Regions from separate parts of the Arachis hypogaea genome. Here region 2 is linked to region 1. A link is a contact called in public Hi-C data. All regions are on one chromosome and are shown on one strand. Each heading gives the region's core, a stretch centred on a gene start, on an enhancer-like site or on the middle of the called end of the contact. The rest is flanking DNA. Distances are from core to core; before and after follow the strand shown.

Region 1 (4,059 bases), core at 964-3,463:
CTGATTTGTCTACTGATGACTGGTCTTGATCTCATCTTGGGACTAGATTGGTTGTCCAAGAACCATGTCTTGCTTGATTGTTCTGAGAAAATGGTATGCTTTATGCCGGAAGGGTCAGAAGCGCCTGTCGTGGTGAATCACTATTATTTGAACTCTATGATGATAAATTATTCTAGGACTGAATGTTGGGGCATTATGCTATTAACTGCGGGTGTTTTGGGTGATGACCAAACCTTGGAGCAAATTCCGGTTGTGTGTGAGTTCTCAGAGGTATTTTCAGACGATATTGACGAATTTCCACCTAACCGAGAGGTTGAATTCGCTATTGAGTTGGTGCCTGGAGCCGGTCTAATCTCGAGTGCTCCTTATAGGATGTCACCTCTAGAAATGGCCGAGCTGAAGGCTCAGCTAGAAGATTTATTGGGTAAACACTTTATTCGGCCGCTTGTTTCTTCGTGAGGAGCGCCAGTGCTACTGGTAAAGAAGAAAAATGGAAGTATACGCTTGTGTGTTGATTATCGGCAGCTAAATAAGATTACTGTGAAGAATAAATATCGGGTTACCAAGAATTGACGACCTAATGGACCAGTTACAAGGAGCCGGTGTGTTTTCTAAGATTGATTTGCGATCAGAATACCACCAGATAAGGGTTAGAGATGAGGATATTCCCAAAACTGCTTTTAGGACGCGTTATGGTTATTATGAGTACACAGTGATGTCTTTCGGGTTGACTAATGCTCCGGCAATATTCATGGATTACATGAATAGAATTTTCCATCCGTATATAGATAAGTTTGTTGTCGTATTCATCGATGACATTCTTATTTACTCCAAGACAGAAGATGATCATGCGGATCACTTACGGACTGTGCTGCGAATCTTGAAAGATAGGAAACTGTATGCTAAGCTATCTAAGTGTGAATTTTGAAAGAGAGAGGTGAAGTTTCTTGGCCACGTGGTGAGCAAGCAGGGAATAGCAGTAGATCCTGCTAAGGTTGAAGCAGTGATGAATTGGGAGCGACCAACTTTAGTGACGGAGATCAGGAGTTTCCTAGGTTTGGCAGGTTATTATCGGAGATTCATTAAGGGATTTTCACAGCTCGCCTTACCTTTAACCAAGCTGACTAGGAAAGATATGCCTTTCGTTTGGACTCCTGAGTGTGAAGAAAGTTTTCTGGCATTGAAACAGAGGTTGACCACTGCACCTGTGCTAGTTTTGCTTTAGCCGAGTGAATCGTTTGAAGTGTACTGCGATGCATCACTGAAGGGTCTGGGGTGCATGCTGATGCAGCACCATAAAGTTATGACATATGCCTCACGGTAGTTAAGGCTACATGAGATGAACTACCCAACTCACGACTTAGAACTTGCTGCTGTTGTGTTTGCTCTGAAGATCTGGAGGCATTATCTCTATGGCATTAAGTTCTAAGTTTACTCAGACCACAAGAGTTTGAAATACCTCTTTGAGCAGAAAGAGTTGAATATGTGTCAAAGAAGATGGATGGGGCTTCTGAAAGACTATGACTTTGAGTTAAACTACCACCCTGGAAAGGAGAATGTTATAGTAGACGCCTTGAGCCAGAAGTCTCTTTGTGCTGCTTGGATGATGTTGCGAGAGGAAGAGTTATTAAGAGCTTTCCAAGGTTTGAAACTGGGAGTTAGAGAAGAGTTTGTGACTCTGTGCTTAAGTCAACTACCTATTTCAAGTGATTTCAAAGCTGAACTCCTAAAGGCTCATCAGAATGACAAAGAATTGTATAAGATTTTGCTGGAGATTGAGCAAGGCAAACAGTGGAGAGTGTCAAAATACAAGGATGGTTTTTGGAGGTTCAAGGACCAGATTATTGTGCCAGATGTCGAAGATTTACGACAAAGCATCCTGAAGGAAGCTCATAAGACCGGATTCTCAATCCATCCGGGAAGCACCAAGATGTATCAATATCTAAAGACGATGTTCTGGTGGCCTGGAATGAAAAATGATGTGGCGTTGCACATTTCCAAGTGTTTAACTTGCCAGAAAGTTAAGATTGAGCACCAGAGACCATCAGGAACCCTTCAGCCTTTGGAGATTCCACAATGGAAGTGGGAGAGTATTGCAATGGATTTCGTACCGGGCTTAGTTAAGACTCGGATGGGTTATGACGCCATTTGGGTGGTTGTGGACTGACTAATCAAATCGGCTCACTTTCTCTCCATTCGGATAAGTTGCACGATGGAGGAGTCAGCGCGACTATACATTAAGAAAATTGTGAGATTACACGGTGTACCTTCCACCATTATATCCGACAGGGATCCTCGATTCACATCAAGGTTCTGGGAAGCCTTTCAATGAGCATTTGGCACTCAATTGAGCCTAAGCACTGCATATCACCCTCAGACGGATGGTCAGTCAAAAAAAACAATCCAGACTTTGGAGGATATGTTGAGAGCTTGTGTTTTGGACCAGCCGGCGAACTGGGATCGGTATATGCCCCTAGTGGAGTTTGCTTATAACAACAGCTACCATGCGACTATCGGAATGGCTTCGTATGAGGCTTTGTAAGGTAGGAAATGTCAATCTCCGCTATGTTGGTATGAAGCTGGAGAAAGGAGCTTGTTAGGGCCTGAGATGATAGCTGAGACCACAGAACAGATAAAGAAGATCCGTAACCGAATGCTTATAGCTCAAAGCCATAAAAAGAGTTATGCTGATCAGAGGCGGAATCCTTTGGATTTTGAGGAAGGAGAGCATGTGTTTCTGAAGGTTACTCCAACCACCAGAGTGGGAAGAGCTATTAGGACAAAGAAACTGAATCCCCGTTACATTGGACCGTTTAAGATCCTGAAGAGAATTGGACCAGTGGCTTATATGATCGCTTTACCGCCGCATCTTTCAAACCTGCATGACGTATTTCACGTGTCGCAGCTTCGGAAGTATACTCCTGACGCAAGTCATGTCCTAAAACCAGAATCAATTCAAGTAAGGGAAGATCTGACGCTTCCAGTAACTCCAGTTAGGATTGATGATACCAGCATTAAGCGTTTGCGCGGAAAGAAAGTATCATTAGTGAAAGTAGCTTGGAGTTGGGCTGGTATTGAAGAGCAGACTTGGGAGCTCGAGTCAGATATGCAGAAGGACTACCTACACCTCTTTTCAGGTAATTGAATCTGAATTTTGAGGGCAAAATTCTTAATTAGGTGTGTAGGATATAAACCCCACTAAATTAGTAAATAATTGGTCAATAAATTAAATTTTAATAAGGAAAATTAAAAATGAAAATATTATATTGAAATAGGATAAAGCTCTTTAAAACGAGAATTTTGACACTAATTTCGAAGAATTTGGCCCAAGATTGGACCGAATAGATAAAACCGATTGAACCAGATCCAAACCGGATCCGTGGGCTAAACTGGACCCATCACTTAAATGAGCTAAAGCTCATCTTCCTCCCCAATTTAGCAAAAAGCACACTGAAACACAAGGAGGGGAAGAAAAGGGTTCTAAACCCTTGTTCCAATTTCTAACCACCATAACTCTCAGCTGCGAGCTCCGATTGCCGCACCGTTTGCGGCCACACGTCCAGCGCGTCAAGCTCTACGATTCTATCGGATCAATTTATAGTTAAGCTTTAATCTCACCTCAGTTTCTCTACCCCTTTAATTTTCGAAAATTTTGAGCCTCTATGTTGAGATTTTGTCAATTTTGGTTCTCTAGGTTCAAATTAGCTTATGGAGCTTGTCGGATTTAGTTCATTTAGTCCATGGACATGGTAAGGACTATAAATCCTAGCTATTTCTTGTTTTGATTATGTTGGATATTGAGTTTTTGGGTATATGTATGTATATATATGTGTTAGGTGTATGAATGCATGATATGGAGACCTTGGAATCATTGGAAGCTTGATTTGAGAGCTTGGTGGGTGTTAGAGTTAAATTTTGGTGATTAAAGCCTTGCCCTTTTTGCCTAAGTGAGTTGCCTTGGTTAATACGTGAAAATCGGCCAAGGTATGGTTTAGGTTTCACATATTTAATATGTAATGTTCTGTGAAAATTTAGACTAGATGACCATATGTTAGGTTG
Region 2 (4,412 bases), core at 1,756-4,255, 140 kb before region 1:
CGACTGTGAAGAAGACCGAAAGCTAAAAAATAGGTGAAACTGCAAAAAGGGCAGTAGCCATTTTACTAACCTTAAGTGCTGCCTGTCGTCTTTAATCTTGACAAGACAAGAGGATCTATGATCTGAAGCACAGTACCTGCAACCTTTAGCAATGCGACATGGCAAACCTACATAATCTGCCAATCTCTGCATAAGAAAAATTCAACAAACCAAATACTAATCTAAGATCAGCTGAATCTGGAATAATAATCCAATATTCATGCATTCTCGTGTTGCTACTATTTTGATCATGCAACATACTTATGCTAGGTGAATTCTAGTATGACATACTATGGTGTGACTATGGTAACTATGCAGGTATTGTTAATAGAAACAATTTTTTTTTAAGCAAAACTTTTTTAAAAAGCAGCGTTTAACAACAAAAGTTACTTTAATTTTTAAAGCACTTTTTAATCACCGTAACATAATCATAGAATGATCCATACTACATACTCATATGTAACAAATAAATAAATAAATAATTCACTGAACGAATTTCACCTTAAAGAGAATGGCGCGATGCCTACACAGACCAGCAGACAAGCTTCCAATGGGAAGCACAACGCATTGGTAAAAACTTATCAACCTCTTGCTTACCATCTTCCACCGGTTGTGCAGATCCCCTTGCTCAACCGGAAAGGTGCCCCTTCATATGCAAAAAACAAACATATATAAATGAAATAGAGAAACGGATATTCAAGAATGCGATTAATTTAGTTTCTCTCTCGAGTCCTTACCCCATGCATATGGCAACTAGCTTCCCAAGTTGCTCAACCAGCGCCAACGAGTTCTCCGATTCACAATACAGCTCCTCCGCTTTATCCATAAGCTGCTTAAGCCGACAGTCCTCGTGCCTATCAATAACGACAACCTCCATCGACGATTCGCTCGGCTCAACTGCTTTCAGCGCCATCAGCGTAGGCAGCTTCTTCCCTTCTTCGTTCTCGTTGCACATCACCCACAGGTATGGATTCATACCCAGTATGTTGTAAAAACCATCCGATATCTTATCCGTGTACGACAAGCACCCATTCACCTGAACAACACACAAAACGCACTCAAACATTCAGCGAAGCCAAAAGGAAAAAAATATGTTGATGGTAAAATAGTGTCGTTTACCCATAAGCGATAAGAAACGGATTCAGCATCCCAAGTCTCGGTTGCGGTGATGAGAAAGGGTTCCGTGCTGAGGCTTGCTAAGCAAGCGAGCCTCTTCGCTAATGTGACTTGGAGGTAGTAGCTTTCTTTGTACTTTCTAGCATAACTGTTATCGATGTTATTGTTGTTGCGATCTTGCTCCTCTTCTTCGTCGTGGTGGTGCTTCCTTGTTGCGTTGGGGGACGAGGAGTCGTCTTTGATGTTAATGGTGTTAATGTCGCTGGAAAATGTGGCGGTGCCGTCGAACGTCGTCGTTCCGGAGAACAAGCTCCCGGCGTAGCTGCTTCCACTCGACAACCGCGGCAGCGACACCTGCCGATCGAAGCTCTGGTCAACGCCTCCGCCGCCGCTGGAATCTTTGACCGTCCCCGCCGCCGCCGTGGGAGGAACCAACATTTCGTGATCGTCATCATCCTCCTCCTCCTCCGCTGCCGCCAAAGCATGGCGGCGACAATCCAATCGGTTACCAGAATCACGCTTCTTATCGTTGATCCAGTTACAGAAGGCGGCGATTTGCTTGCTCTTTGCCCTGAACCTGCCTACTCCGGCAACGCCGGCGCCGGCGAAGAGGTCAGAAACAGCCGAGTGTTTCCCCGAGGGAAAAACGACGACGTCTTTGGAGTGAGGAGCAGTAGTAACAGGTGTGTCAGTAGCAGTAGTAGTAGTCGTTGAAGACGCGACGTCGTTTTCAGTGCCAAAATTATTATCATTATCAGGTGATTTGACAGAGTTGACGAGTCTCTTCTTCTCGTGATCCAATCTCTGCCTCGCAGATTCATCCAACCCTCTCTCTGGAAATTGCCTAGGGAAAATGTAAGTTGCTCTATGAGGCATTTTTTTTGCCTTTTTTCTTTTTCTTTTTCTCCTTTTCTTGTTTGTTTCTTTATTATTCACTCACAAACCGTGAACTCACTTTTTTCTCCTTTCTTTTCTATTTTAACCACCCACCCACACGAAGATCCTTACGCACCTACGACAATCACAGTTGTAAATATCGCTGCTTTTGAAGATGATGCACGGACTTGTCCCGTGCAAACCACTGTCCTCTGAAATCGTCGTCGTGTTGTTCGTGGTGGTCGTCGTCGTCTTCTTGTTCCCTCAAACTATAACATGCACATAACATACGTAAACGTTGTTAAGCTGCAACATATATCATTATAAATACTAATCTTATAGAAATTTCACTTTAAAATGAAGCACCTGCAAATTTATGGTTCAACGCTGCGTGATAACAGAGACTTAATTGATGACGAGGTTTCAGTTATGAGGCAATTGATGACCTCTCGTAGAACCCAAGAGGGAATGCTTAGAGTGGAAGTTTATGTAGTACTATAAATAAATAATTAATAAAGAATATTAGCCAAAAACAAAAAATCCACCAATGGGTATTGCAGTGCAGAAGTTTTGGACTTCCGAGGCGGTGGAGAGAGTATGGGAAAAGAGATATGGAAAGAGTGTGTTAGAGTTTGTGTTTGTGTGAGACTAAGTCCTGAAAAGCTGGTTTTGGCTAGTGCGTGACGAAGGCAGTGTGTTTTTTTATGCGAAGTTTTTGGGATATTGAATTGGGTGGGAAATGGAAAAGAATTATATATACCAAGTCGGTATGCTAAAGTGAGCTGGGGGTGGTAGAGTGCATATGTCTCGGTGAGGCGACACGTCATATGGGGTGCCAATGGGGAGAGGACACGTTAACGATGAGGTGCGAAGGGCGCCATTAGTGGCCTGGGAACTGGGATGGTAATGTAGCGCGTAACGGGATTCTGTGGGTGGGTAGCTGCAGCAGATAATACCAGATAACAATGTAGCAGATTAACTGATTAATCATGTGTTGTATATATAGTAATATTACGAAAATGGATTCTCTCGTTTTTTTTCTCAGTTATTTTGTGAGGTATGTATAACTTTTTTACTTTATATTTGAAACCAATAAAAAATATGCAAAAAATTATTAAATATTAAAATATTATATTTTATTAAATAATTAAAAAAATTAAGAAAATTCACTCCCATAATAATACTATTAGATTACTTACTCAAAATATAATTGATCTTTTTGGTAATATTTATTGAGTAATAATTTAAAATTCTAATTCTTATTTATAAGTTTTTAATATTTGAAAGAATAAAATTTTATAAATATATATGTTATATTTTTAGAAAACAAAAAAAAATAATTTTAAATATTTTAAAAATTAAAGAACTAATTAAAAGATAAATTAAAACTTTTGGTTTTTTATAAAAATATGGAGAATCAATTTTAATTAGTTAATATTAATAGTTTAATTTACAATTTAATATTATAAATTAATAATTTATGATTTAAAATATAAATTTTAAAATAAATAAAAAATAACTTTAAAATAGTCTGTTGATGCTAACCGGAAAAGAATTTCTCACATTGCTCTTTTCATATTTATTTGTTGTAGTAATTTTACTTGTGATATTATGCTAACTTATGTGGGGTTTATTATTGGATTGAATTTGAATTCTATTCTTATTAATATAGTTTAATACTTTAATATAATATAACTTTACTTTTAAAGCCTAAACAGTTAAATTAGGAGAGATGTTTGGTAATTATTTTCCTGAAAATTAGAACGAATTTTAGATAAAGAAAATAGATGAGATGTAAAATTTGTTATGTCAAATAATTTAATCAAATTTATTTGACTGTTCAACAACGACATTTATATTATCTTCATATGAAAGCTATTCTAGCCACTTTTATATGAGTAGCTACTGAAATGTTATATATAATCATACAAATACATTTTTGTAGTTACCTATTTCTCAAAAATATTATATGCACTCCCAAAAACAATAGTTGTGTATATTTATTTATATGATTTTATATATTTTTAATGTGTATTATATATTAGAGAAATGTTAATAATTTGTATAAAGTGTTATCGACAAGTATAATGAATCTATAAATATATAAAACAATAGATATAAATACACAAAAATATTATTTTTAGAGATCAACAAATTATAACTCAAATGATATAATTAGGGACGAATTCAATAACAACAATAATGAGGGGCACTTGTCCTACTGTATTTTTTAACCTTTTTTTTAAAAAATAATTATATATAATATATCTTCATTACTACTACAAATAAATTAAATTTAATTTGCCAAAGTTCTAAATTTATTTTTTTATTTTTCTATCATTTTGACTATTATTTAATTTAATCAAATTTAATTTTTGTGT

The links. A called contact is a pair of places that touch in the nucleus more often than the background predicts.
Region 2: a Hi-C map of leaf shows a contact between it and region 1, with 5 times the contacts expected there. The contact joins the promoter of LOC112762406 here to the promoter of LOC112763180 in region 1. A contact is called at or near these places in 2 of 8 Hi-C or Micro-C datasets (both in leaf).

What each region holds. Positions count from the first base shown.
Region 1 is chr17:39,236,058-39,240,116 of arahy.Tifrunner.gnm2.J5K5, reverse strand. LOC112763180 reads left to right here and starts at 2,213. Exons shown (of 3, transcript XM_025808916.1): 1 at 2,213-2,310; 2 at 2,548-2,743; 3 at 2,819-3,145. The coding sequence starts at 2,213. The coding sequence ends at 3,145.
Region 2 is chr17:39,380,364-39,384,775 of arahy.Tifrunner.gnm2.J5K5, reverse strand. LOC112762406 (serine/threonine-protein kinase CTR1) reads right to left here and starts at 3,005. Exons shown (of 16, transcript XR_003182672.2): 1 at 2,398-3,005; 2 at 1,159-2,300; 3 at 777-1,075; 4 at 541-685; 5 at 71-186.